2 separate regions of the Anser cygnoides genome follow, and region 1 is linked to region 2. A link is a contact called in public Hi-C data. All regions are on one chromosome and are shown on one strand. Each heading gives the region's core, a stretch centred on a gene start, on an enhancer-like site or on the middle of the called end of the contact. The rest is flanking DNA. Distances are from core to core; before and after follow the strand shown. Region 1 holds the start of KYAT1 (kynurenine aminotransferase 1). Region 2 holds the start of CRAT (carnitine O-acetyltransferase).

Region 1 (4,831 bases), core at 825-3,324, 150 kb after region 2:
TTAACGTCAGTACCCAATCATTTAATCATCATTTACCGCTCATTCCTCAAGAACCAACCTATGGAAAAAATTCTAAAGGGGAATATTCTATGATTCTATGTGGAAAACACCATTCTTCTCATCTAGAATCATAGAATCCTTAAGGTTGGAAAAGACCTTCAAGATCACCTGGTCCAACCATTATCATACCACCAATGTCACCCACTAAACCCTGTCCCTAAGCACCACGTCCAACCTTTCCTTAAACAGCCCCAGGGACGGTGACTCCACCACCTCCCTAAGCAACCGATTCCAATGCCTGACCACTCTTTCTGAGAGGAAATGTCTCCTAATTTCCAACCTGAACCTCTGCTGGTACAACTTGAGGCCATTCGCTCTTGTCCTATCGCTAGTTACCTGTGAGAAGAGGCCAACCCCCAGCTCCCCACACCTTCCTTTCAGGTCGTTGTAGAAAGCAATAAGGTCTCCCCTGAGCCTCCTCCTCTCCAGTTCAGCAAACTGAGACCACTAAAAAACAGCGTTCATTTCCTCACTGCTGGAATAGGAATAATGCTGTGTGGAGAGGATACATCCACCAGCAGTTTTGTGGGACCTGAAAAAAAGCAGGCTGATCCACTCATGATTATTTGCATTTGGCTGACTCATTAGAGGACGATGGGCAGCATCATTTTTTAAAATATTCATAAAGGATAGTTCAAAGGCATTCACTATAATTTCATCAGTGTACAAAAAGCAGTTCTGAGTGGTTAAGTGCAGCCAATTTTAACTTGTATACACCAATGATTGCTGCTGTAGTAAAATAAGCATATCTGTGGCTTTCTAGGAACATTATTGGTCTTAATATCTCTGTAACCACGGGCACAGGACCTGCACCAGGGGAGCTTTGATCCCACCTGCCAGAGGACAGTTTTGGAGACAATACCTAACACAGGGCAAGAGCTAGATTTTTGGAAAATATGACATTAAGAATGATTGTTCATGTTTGGATGTACTGAAATCAAAATATGCTTTCTGCTGTATTTTAAGGGGAAAATAAGGTGAAGTTACATGTTACAGTTGAGCCAGCATAAAGGCCAAATCCTGTCAAAGAGGATGAGAGTTCATACTCCTGCCCATGGCCTCTTCTCCCCATTCCCTTCTGCTCTGGGCCCTGCCCAGGTCTCTACTTCCTTGCTGTGGCTTTAGCACTCACACCCTGCCCTGGGCCTGTTCAGCTTATGAACCTGACAGAAAACTGCCCATTTTTTCTACCAGAATGGCTTTCTGCTGGTTTAGCATGTCTAGTGAGCTCAACTCAGAATCAAACAACCCCAGATTAGGGCAGCGGGAGGGACTGAGCTGTAAGATTGTCTCAGGATGTGTTGTGAAATCCTTACAGGAGCAAACAAAAGCTCTCCTTCCAGTTGTTTGTTTCAGTGTTTGAGTTAAACAGAAGTTTAGCAAACAAAGAGTTTGCATCTGCCTGCACAGAAATTCCCTCCCGCTTAGTCACGGCACTGATGCTGTGGGCCTGGCGGCGGGATGTCGTGTCAGGAGTCGGGAACCTTTGCACAGCGGACGTCAGCCGCTTCCTTCCCTGTGCCTCACTTTTTCCTACTGAGAGAGGGAGACAGTCATTACTCAGGAGAGCTACACGACCTGATTCACCAGGGCATGTAATGCCCTGTCACAAAAGGAAAAGGGAAGCCGAGAGAAGATAATTTGCTCTCTACGCCTCACTTGAGCAATTGTCACCTCTCACACACCTGGTGGAGAGTTCAGTTCCTGCATACCTGCCAAAATCCCCCTCTGAGGCTGGTCTCTGTCCCTCTGACTGTCCACAGCCCAGGAGCTGGACGATGCTGCAGGTAATTAGAGCCCTGCCACACTAATTACCCCGTTACAGGTACAAGGCTCCATCTGAACAATAGGCTGCGTTATTTTCTCAGGCAGCCAAGATCCTCTGGCACTTCTGGCTCTGAGCCACTGCGAGGAAGGCACCAGTTCCCCAAAGCCCTCTCCTTTCTGGTGCTTCGGAGTGACCCGAGAGCTCCTTTTCCCCGGTACCATCTTCTCTATCCGAGTGTTGTAGCTCGATTTCTGCCTTCCTGCAGCTTCCGAGACTCCTCCCAGGAAGTCCCCGCTGCAGATGAAGCATTTTGGTACATGGGGAGACCGGCATGTGTGTGCGGGCAGCCTGGGTGGTCGTGCCGGACTTTTGCAGCGTAATGCAGCGTGTCCCAGCTTGACGTAAGTTGGTTTTACCCCCACTGCCACCCCTGCTGAGGGGCTGCCCCGTGCCAACGCGTGTGCACTCGTTGGCTGCTGCATTCGCCCGTGTTCCTGTGGTGCAGTGGGTGCAGGGGGACCCTCGTCCCCCAGAGCCCTTCGGGTGCACCCACAAGCGGCCAGGCTGGCCGCCTGGGCAGCACCGGGACGGAGGAGATCGCCGGTGAGTGACCGACCGATCCCTGCGGTGACCTTTCGGTTGCCTCCTCCAAAATCCTGAGTGCTCCGTCCCGCCTGCCCTGCTCCTTGCAGGGAGCGTAGGTACGGCACGGCCTGAAAACTCAGCCAAGGGAGAAGCTCCCTGAGCCTTTCCCAGGCTTTTTGACTCCCCGGTGGCTGACCCCACTGCAAAACATTGCCCAGGGTTGGGGAGGTGAGGCAGAGCCCCTGCCCTAGCCCCAGTGCTTCTGCCGGGAGCAGCTCCCAGAGTCCAGCACTGCCTCTAGCTCCTTGCAGGAGCCCTGTGCACACCTCTCAAGCACGCTCCACAGTTCGGTGTAAGCCAGTGAAGCCCTTTTTATTGCCACAATTTCATTTTGTCACCTGCAGGCTTAGTCCCCGCAGTCTGGCACTCACTTGCTTTGCACCCCAAAGCAGTGCCCCCCATCCCAGCACCTGTCCCCTGCACAGGGAGGAGGCAGATATTTCACAGTCCTGAGAAATATTATGCCCCATTTTCCATAAATCATGCTGTTTTTTCCTACCTGGGCAAAGAGATGTAAAACTGGCTGGCTGCTGCTTTTTGCTTTTTAGAAATAACACAAAATGCAAGCAGAGGGGACTCAGCCTGCACGTAAGGATAGGGAGGGCATCTAGCAGTACCGAGAACCTACCCTTGTGCTGGCCATCTTCAAACCTGTTTTAATTATTTATTTTTTTCAGTAAATTTAGCAGTAAATTAATCTGTAGCTGATGGAAATAAAGGTGCATGCATCCTCCAGACTCACCCCTTTTATCTAAAGTATCTAACAAAGCAATTTATTTTAGCTTAAATACCACGTGCTTTGGCAGTGCTGTAGAATAGTTGAGGGGACCTGAGGTGAAGGAACAGGCTGCATCAGGCACAGAAATTAATTTATTTGGGGTCTTAAAGGAAACCTAAACACCAAAATCCATAAGCACATTAACCCCTCAGGCCCCTTGTTTCCCTTGCCAGCCCCGAGAGGCAGGGTGCCCGAGTTGTGCAGCCAAGCTACAGCCACATCAGGTGAAGGTGAAGGAGAGGAAGGGCAGAGGCAGGAGACACCAGGGAAAAAGCAGGCGGGAAGGTGATGAAGGACACACGATTCCAGAGGATCCCCTCTCGCTGGTGTCTATACCACTGCCCCAGTGCAGAGGAAAGCAGTGGTAGCGTGGAACCGGGGGGAGAGGAGGCAGAAGCTGCAGGTGCTGCCCTTGTGATCCTGCTTTCATGTGTGTCATAGGCACAAAGTGCAGCCCCAGCCCTGTTTGACATTGCAGTGACAACACACAAAGTGTCTGGGCTGCCTTTTCCTATCCAGAGTGAAGTAACCACAGCTTTGGGTCTGGACCTGCGTTGTGTCCCCAGGTAAAAGAAACCTTTGCTTCATGCCTGCAGCCGCGGAGCGATTTTCTCATCCCTCTGCTTTGTGTCTGGGGAAATACAGGTCCGTGCCCACAAGAGTGAGACAGCAGGAGCCGTGGCATGCTCAGGAGAGCAGGACCGTCTCTGCGTCACTTCTTGCTGGAGAGGAATTGCGGCGCTGGATATAGCTCCTGCTCCAGCGAGGTATTGAATGCCCAGCACAACTGCTTCTGGCCCGCAGCCTGCTCCCTGGCTCAGGCCACAGCGGCGTGGAGCTGGGGAACGAGCCTTGGCAGTGGCAGCAGATAGGGCATGTCAGGAAAAGTCACCCTGATGCAATGTCTGCTGTAACCCAATTATTTCCAGGTAGCCTGGTTAAAGGGAACGTCTCACACAAGCAAGAGAATACTCTTTACACAGAGAAAAGCTCATTGTTTGTGGGATTGCCTCATCTGAAGGTGTCTTCGACTAAAGCTTCTTGGGTTGCAAAATACTTGGAGAATGAAATATCAGCATCCTCCTAGAGGTAGAAACTTGCAGAGCAAGGGAATGACGAGCAGTGAGGAGTCAGTGGTAGAGTGCAGAGCACGGCCGTGGCTGCTAAGTTGTCTGCCTGGCAAATTGCAGCTGGAGGAACGTCACTGGGTTTGGGGGCAGAACAGGCTGACATGGATTTGGGGGCTACGTGGCCCTGAGCCCGCGTTGCTCTCCAGCCCAGTGGGCAGCCACCCATGACAGCGTCACGCAGGCTGGGGATGGGACAGAGGGAAGTCAGGAGAAGAAAGTATGTCATTGCCGCTTCTGAAAGGGTTGGAGCAAGCAGGGGCTTTCCTCAAAATTGGGAACTTCAAGGCTTTCACCACTGAGCCACCTCTCAGAGCTGTTACATTCTCTGGCTGGGGCCAGCAGCAGCCCCACCACAAGGGGACAGCGCTGGAGCTGTTAATGTTTAACCTCCAGCTATCTTTAACATCCCAAGCCACAAATCCTACTCCCACCACAACCAGCTCAAGCCTC
Region 2 (5,038 bases), core at 2,338-4,837:
CCCGAGAGGGAAGGGCGTTAGGGAGCACCCACGGTCTGTCTGACCAAGCGCCGTGGCACGGGAGCACTCCTGCACACCAAGGGAGCCCTTCCCAGAACACAGCGCTGCCTTCCTGGAGACAGCCAGGGCGCGGGGCTTGCTGTGAGGTTATTGCTATTTTTGGCAGACCTCAGAGGCAGATGGTGACTGCACTGAGAGCTCTGCATCGCCGCAAAAATTACAGGGGGAAGAATTCAAAGAAAGCTCACGCCATCCCTGAAACCCTTCCCTCAGCTCCCTGCCTCTTATCAGGTCAAATTCAAACCCCATGGCTCTGCAGAGTCTCAGCTGTGCCCAGACACCCTGCTCTGCACTGCTTCTCCCAGACCTGTGCCATTAGCTCCCCGTCTTCCTTCTACTCTTCCCCGCATGCATGCGTGACGGAGAAATGGGAGACTGCTATTTTATTTAAATATGCTGCTTCTGAAGCATCAAATCCAGAGCAGTTCAGTAGCTTGAAGTCTCTGAAATGGATAGAGCAGCATGCTGCCATCTCTTCCTCCTTGGGACCCTCCTGAACAGAAATCCTGGTCAGGAGCAAGCCCTTGAGCCCAGGAGCCTCAGTAAAGGGAGCTGCATCCACAAGTTTGCTCAAGACCTGCCTATAATTTAAGCTTCTCAGATCAGTCATCAAGCAAGAACTTGTTCCTAAGCAGCAGGACCAACAGGAGGGACAAGTCTGGGCCGTAACCCCAATCCCTCAAAGGCAGAGGGCAGAGAAGCTGCCTGCCCCGCCAGCCCCACGCATATTATAAACAAAACTTACCCAGGAAATTGAAGGCCTTGGCCCCTTCCATAGAGCAAGGTGGGCAGGCGCCAGGAATCCGCCCAGCCCAATGCTATTAGAGGGCAGGCAGCAGGACCACGTCCAAGCTGAGTTCAAACAGTGCGGGGTAAACCCAGTTTTGATATAACTTACGGGCTAGGTAGGGCGAAATAGCGACCAGCTTCTAGTCTTGCACACTGGCAGGGAGCAGCAGCAATGCTTACGCACCCCCAGTCCCCCCCAGCCTTTGGGCTCTCCCTGGCTCACACCCTTCTCAGAACATTTGGCTGCCAGGCTCCACACCACCCCCCTGCCAAGTCATTTTCCTACAAACAGGCAGTGACTCTCCCTCTTTAACACGGGTCAATTAATTTCTCATTACTTGCCCGCACCCGATTTCCCCAGTGGCTGTTCCCAGGCCGGACCTGGCACTCACCAGTTCTCCCTGAACCCGGAGCCATACCTGAGAGCGCTTCCACTTGCCCATGTCAGAAACGATGTTTATCTCCTTCTTGGGGATCATGAAGTTCTGCTGGATGGGAGGAGCCATCTCCTCCGAGGTGCCTGCGAGATGCAAGAAAGAAGTAAACCAGAGGCAGCGGAGAATAACCTTCCTCTCTTAGAAATCAGCAGTAATTTCCCAGGAGACAGAAAGCAAAGAAACCCATCCCAGCCTGCGCCATTATCTCACCGTGTCCCGCTCAAACAGTATCCTTCTCAATCCCCGGAAACATTCCCCTAAGGACCCTTCGGGGCTTCAGGAGGCTGCATTACGTTTGTTTTCACTACTAAAGACGCGTTTCCAATCCAGGCAGAGAAGTTTGCAGGAGCCAGCACAGCCAACATGCAGCTAGTTTCATTATTTCTGCCCTCGGGTCACGCTGCAGCACTGAACTTCCCTGACAAACTAACCCTGCCTGGCTTTTAGGGTGCTAGGCACGAACCACGTTCCCCTAAAAGGGACAATTCCTGCAAAGACAAAGCAGGAACGATTCAAAGGACGGCAGTCCAGAGCCACAGCCGCCAGCCCAGGGGCTCGATGGGACCCAGCACCTTCCAGGTGGAAGCTACAAAGAGCATTTAAATCGTAAAGCGCTACCAGAGCCCAGTTAATATAACATTTGATGCGCGTGCTGATCACTAACGCAGCTCTTCCCCTGGGCATCCCAACCCAAACACGTTCCTGTAAGCGCAACTTTAATTAGCATGAGGCGGTGCAGCAGACCCCTGTTAGGGGAACCGGGTGCTAATGTGAATTCGTGAATTCTCTTAACAGTCGCCCGGTTCATCATTTTAATCCCAAAAAACCTGCAGGCGTTTGTTCAGCGCTGGCAGCACTTCAGTGGCTGCTCTCCACGCCCCAGCAAGCTCAGGCACCGGCTCCGCAGCGTACTGCTCCAAACTGGACCTCCCCAAAACATCGCAGGCTGCACTTACACCGAGATACTCCCCAGAAGCAGCAGAGCAGCGCTGTCGAACAGGCAGATCAGGGGAAAGGGAACCCAAAATCCCAGGAACCACAGAGAATCTGCTACAGATCTGTCACGTAACCTTAGAAACGATTCTCCGTCTAAGAACTGACGGAGTCTCATCACCTGCCTCGGGTGTTAGGTTTGTCCCCGATCATAGGTTCCAGTAAAACCCCGGATACAGGGATGAGAGGAACAGGACGTGAGGAATTCAGAAGAAAGACGTCTCCCTGCCTTCTGAAAATTCACCCAGCGATTAGCACCACGATGACGGCGCTCTTTATAACACAGCTTATGGCACGAGCGCAGCGAAAACCTCCAGAGCTGCGGTGGGAAAGGCAAACGCCGACTTGTTCGGTGCCACAAACGACGCGCAAAGACCCGAGAGGAGGCCAGGGCCTGCCCCGGGGTGCAGGGCCCCAGGACCCGGACGCTCCCAGCCCGGTCCCGGTCCCGGTCCCGCCGTGAGAGGGGCTCGGTGCTGCCCGTCCCTCACCACGGGGAAACTGAGGCACGACCAGCGGGCGGCACAGCCCAGCCCCGGCCTGCTGCGGTGGCCCCAAACCCCTCAGCACAGGGACCGCCCCCGGCCCGGTACCAGCCGCTTTGGACGCCAAAAGGGGAGTTTTAACCCAAAAAGGGGAGCTTTTCCCCCAAAAAGGGGGAGGTCCCCCCCATAAAAAAGGGAGCTCCCCCCCCAAAAAGAGCAGCTCCTCCTCCCCCAAAAGGGAATTTCTCCCCCCAAAAGGGCAGCCCCCCCAAAAAAGCGGGCTTCTCCCCCCAAAAACGGGGCAGCCCCCCGCCACCCCCCAAAGAGCCGCCCCCCCCCCAGTCCCCCGAATCCCCAGGACCCCGTCAGGGCCCCGCCGGCTCCCGGCCGCGCTCCCCCCGTCACCTGCCCGCTGCTCGCTCTCTGCCATCTTCCCGGAGCCCGGCCGCCGCCGCCGCCGCCACCTCTCCCCCCTCACCCCCAGGACGCGCTGAAGCCGCCCGCGGCCATCTTTGAGAAGGGCACGCCGCCCGGCACTGAGGGGCAGCGGCAGGCAGCCGCCGGCTTGGCCGCTCCCGGCCACCGTCGCGCCCCCGCCGCCATCTTGGTGTAGGGCACGGCTTTTGCCCACAGGGCCATGTTTGTGAAGGGCGAAGCGGGGAGCGGCTGAGCGGCGTTAGGAGGGAGGAGAGGCGCTCCTCAGCGGGCAGGGCGCCCCCTCGCTGAGCTCCGAGCAAAGCAGCCTGCGGAGGAGCCGCCTCGCCCTTCGGAAACCGCCTCCTTCCCTCAGCGGCGGGGCTGCGCCCTTATCCAAGATGGCAGCGCCGGCTTCGCCCCGCTCCAAGATGGCGGCGGGGCGGCCCCGCCCCTTGGCGGCCGAGCGGGGCGGCGGCGGCGGCGGTGGCGGCGGTGCCCGGTGTCGCCGGTGTCCTTGCGGCGGGCGCGGAGCCATGCTGGCCTTCGTGGCCAGGGCGGCGGTGAGTGGGGGCCCAGCGGGCCTGGGCAGGGCCGGGGGGGGGCGAGGGGGCGGCGGCGGGCCCGGGACGGGACGGGACCGGGCGGGGGGTGCTGGAGCGGGGCTGGGCACGGGGCGCGCAGGGGGGGCTCGGGGGGGGCTCAGCCCTGCGGGGTTGGCGTTCAGGGAACCCTAAAACCGCGAGGGAACGTCATTCTGGGTGCGTAGGGTTGGAGAAGCCCTTCAGGATCAGCTGCTCCAGCCGTCCCCTGCCGCCCGTGTCACCGCCGCGCCTGGCCCCAAGCACCGCGTCCGGCCCGGCCGTGAGCCCCCCCCCCCCCCCCTCCCCCCGGGGACGGTGACCCCCGCACCCCCCCGGGCCGCCCGTCCCAACGCCCCTGCCGAGGGGCAGGCAGGGGAAGGCAGCCCCCCGGCAGATCCCCCCGGGAGGAGGAGGCGGCGGCGGCGGACAGCGGGGGCTACGTGACGGCCTCGCCCCCCGAGCCGCTTTCTCGGGGTGCGAGAGGGCTCCGGTTTCCGATTGAAAAGAAAAGACAAACCCCGCCGCCACCTGACACCTCCGGCCGTGCTGGGAATCGGACCCGGCTCTGAAATGCCTGCTGCCCTCCAGCCCCAGCCCGCAGGTGGGTTTCCCAGCGGCTTGGCAGGCTCTGGGAAAGGGCAGCTGCCGAGCTGCAACGGGGCCGGGGAGCGGCGCCAGCCCGAGCCGGCCACGGCCGCGCACCCCGCGCGTGTTCGTTTTCCCCGTCGCTCGTGGGGAAAAGGTGGGCTCTGCGCTGTCTTTTGCTGCCGGCTGCCTCTCCTCTGTTCGGCCGCGATCGCTGCTCCTCCTCCTCCTCCCACCAAGTGCTGCGCTTTGACCTCGCACCGAGCAAGCAGAGGACGTGAAAGAGGAACGATGCAAAACCGCTCCGTGCTTTTAAACGGGGGCGTTCTCACTGTGGTTTGGGATTTTCCTGGTTAACCCTAGGGAAATATGAAACTCGTTGCTTGGGATTATCATACTTGATCTTAGCTACGTTAAAGCCTGCTCATCTGCCCCACAGTAGATCAGACAGACATAAAGATGGGGAAATAGTCCTTGTGACAGCACAGTTCTGTTGCTGCCCTGCTTTGGAGATACTTTTTTTACTCTTTTTAAGGGTTGATGGCCCAGAGCTCCCCACAGCCGTGCAATAACGATCATACGTGCATGGGGGCGAGGGCAGTAGGACACCACCTTTAGCCCCAAAGTGAACCTGCTCCTGTCTCCCACTAATTCCCCTACTGACGCAGTCACTGACCCGTTCCTGCTGGAG

Evidence for each region. A called contact is a pair of places that touch in the nucleus more often than the background predicts.
Region 1: a Hi-C map of liver shows a contact between it and region 2, with 4 times the contacts expected there. The contact joins the promoter of KYAT1 here to the promoter of CRAT in region 2. A contact is called at or near these places in 2 of 7 Hi-C or Micro-C datasets (both in liver).

Annotation. Positions count from the first base shown.
Region 1 is chr20:6,305,683-6,310,513 of Taihu_goose_T2T_genome, forward strand. It overlaps KYAT1 (kynurenine aminotransferase 1), which reads left to right and starts at 2,075. Exons shown (of 14, transcript XM_048054695.2): 1 at 2,075-2,229; 2 at 3,897-4,018. The coding sequence starts at 3,935.
Region 2 is chr20:6,152,694-6,157,731 of Taihu_goose_T2T_genome, forward strand. CRAT (carnitine O-acetyltransferase) reads left to right here and starts at 3,588. Exons shown (of 14, transcript XM_048053057.2): 1 at 3,588-3,741. The coding sequence starts at 3,610. PTPA (protein phosphatase 2 phosphatase activator) reads right to left here and starts at 3,324. Exons shown (of 9, transcript XM_048053203.2): 1 at 3,170-3,324; 2 at 1,269-1,369. The coding sequence starts at 3,194.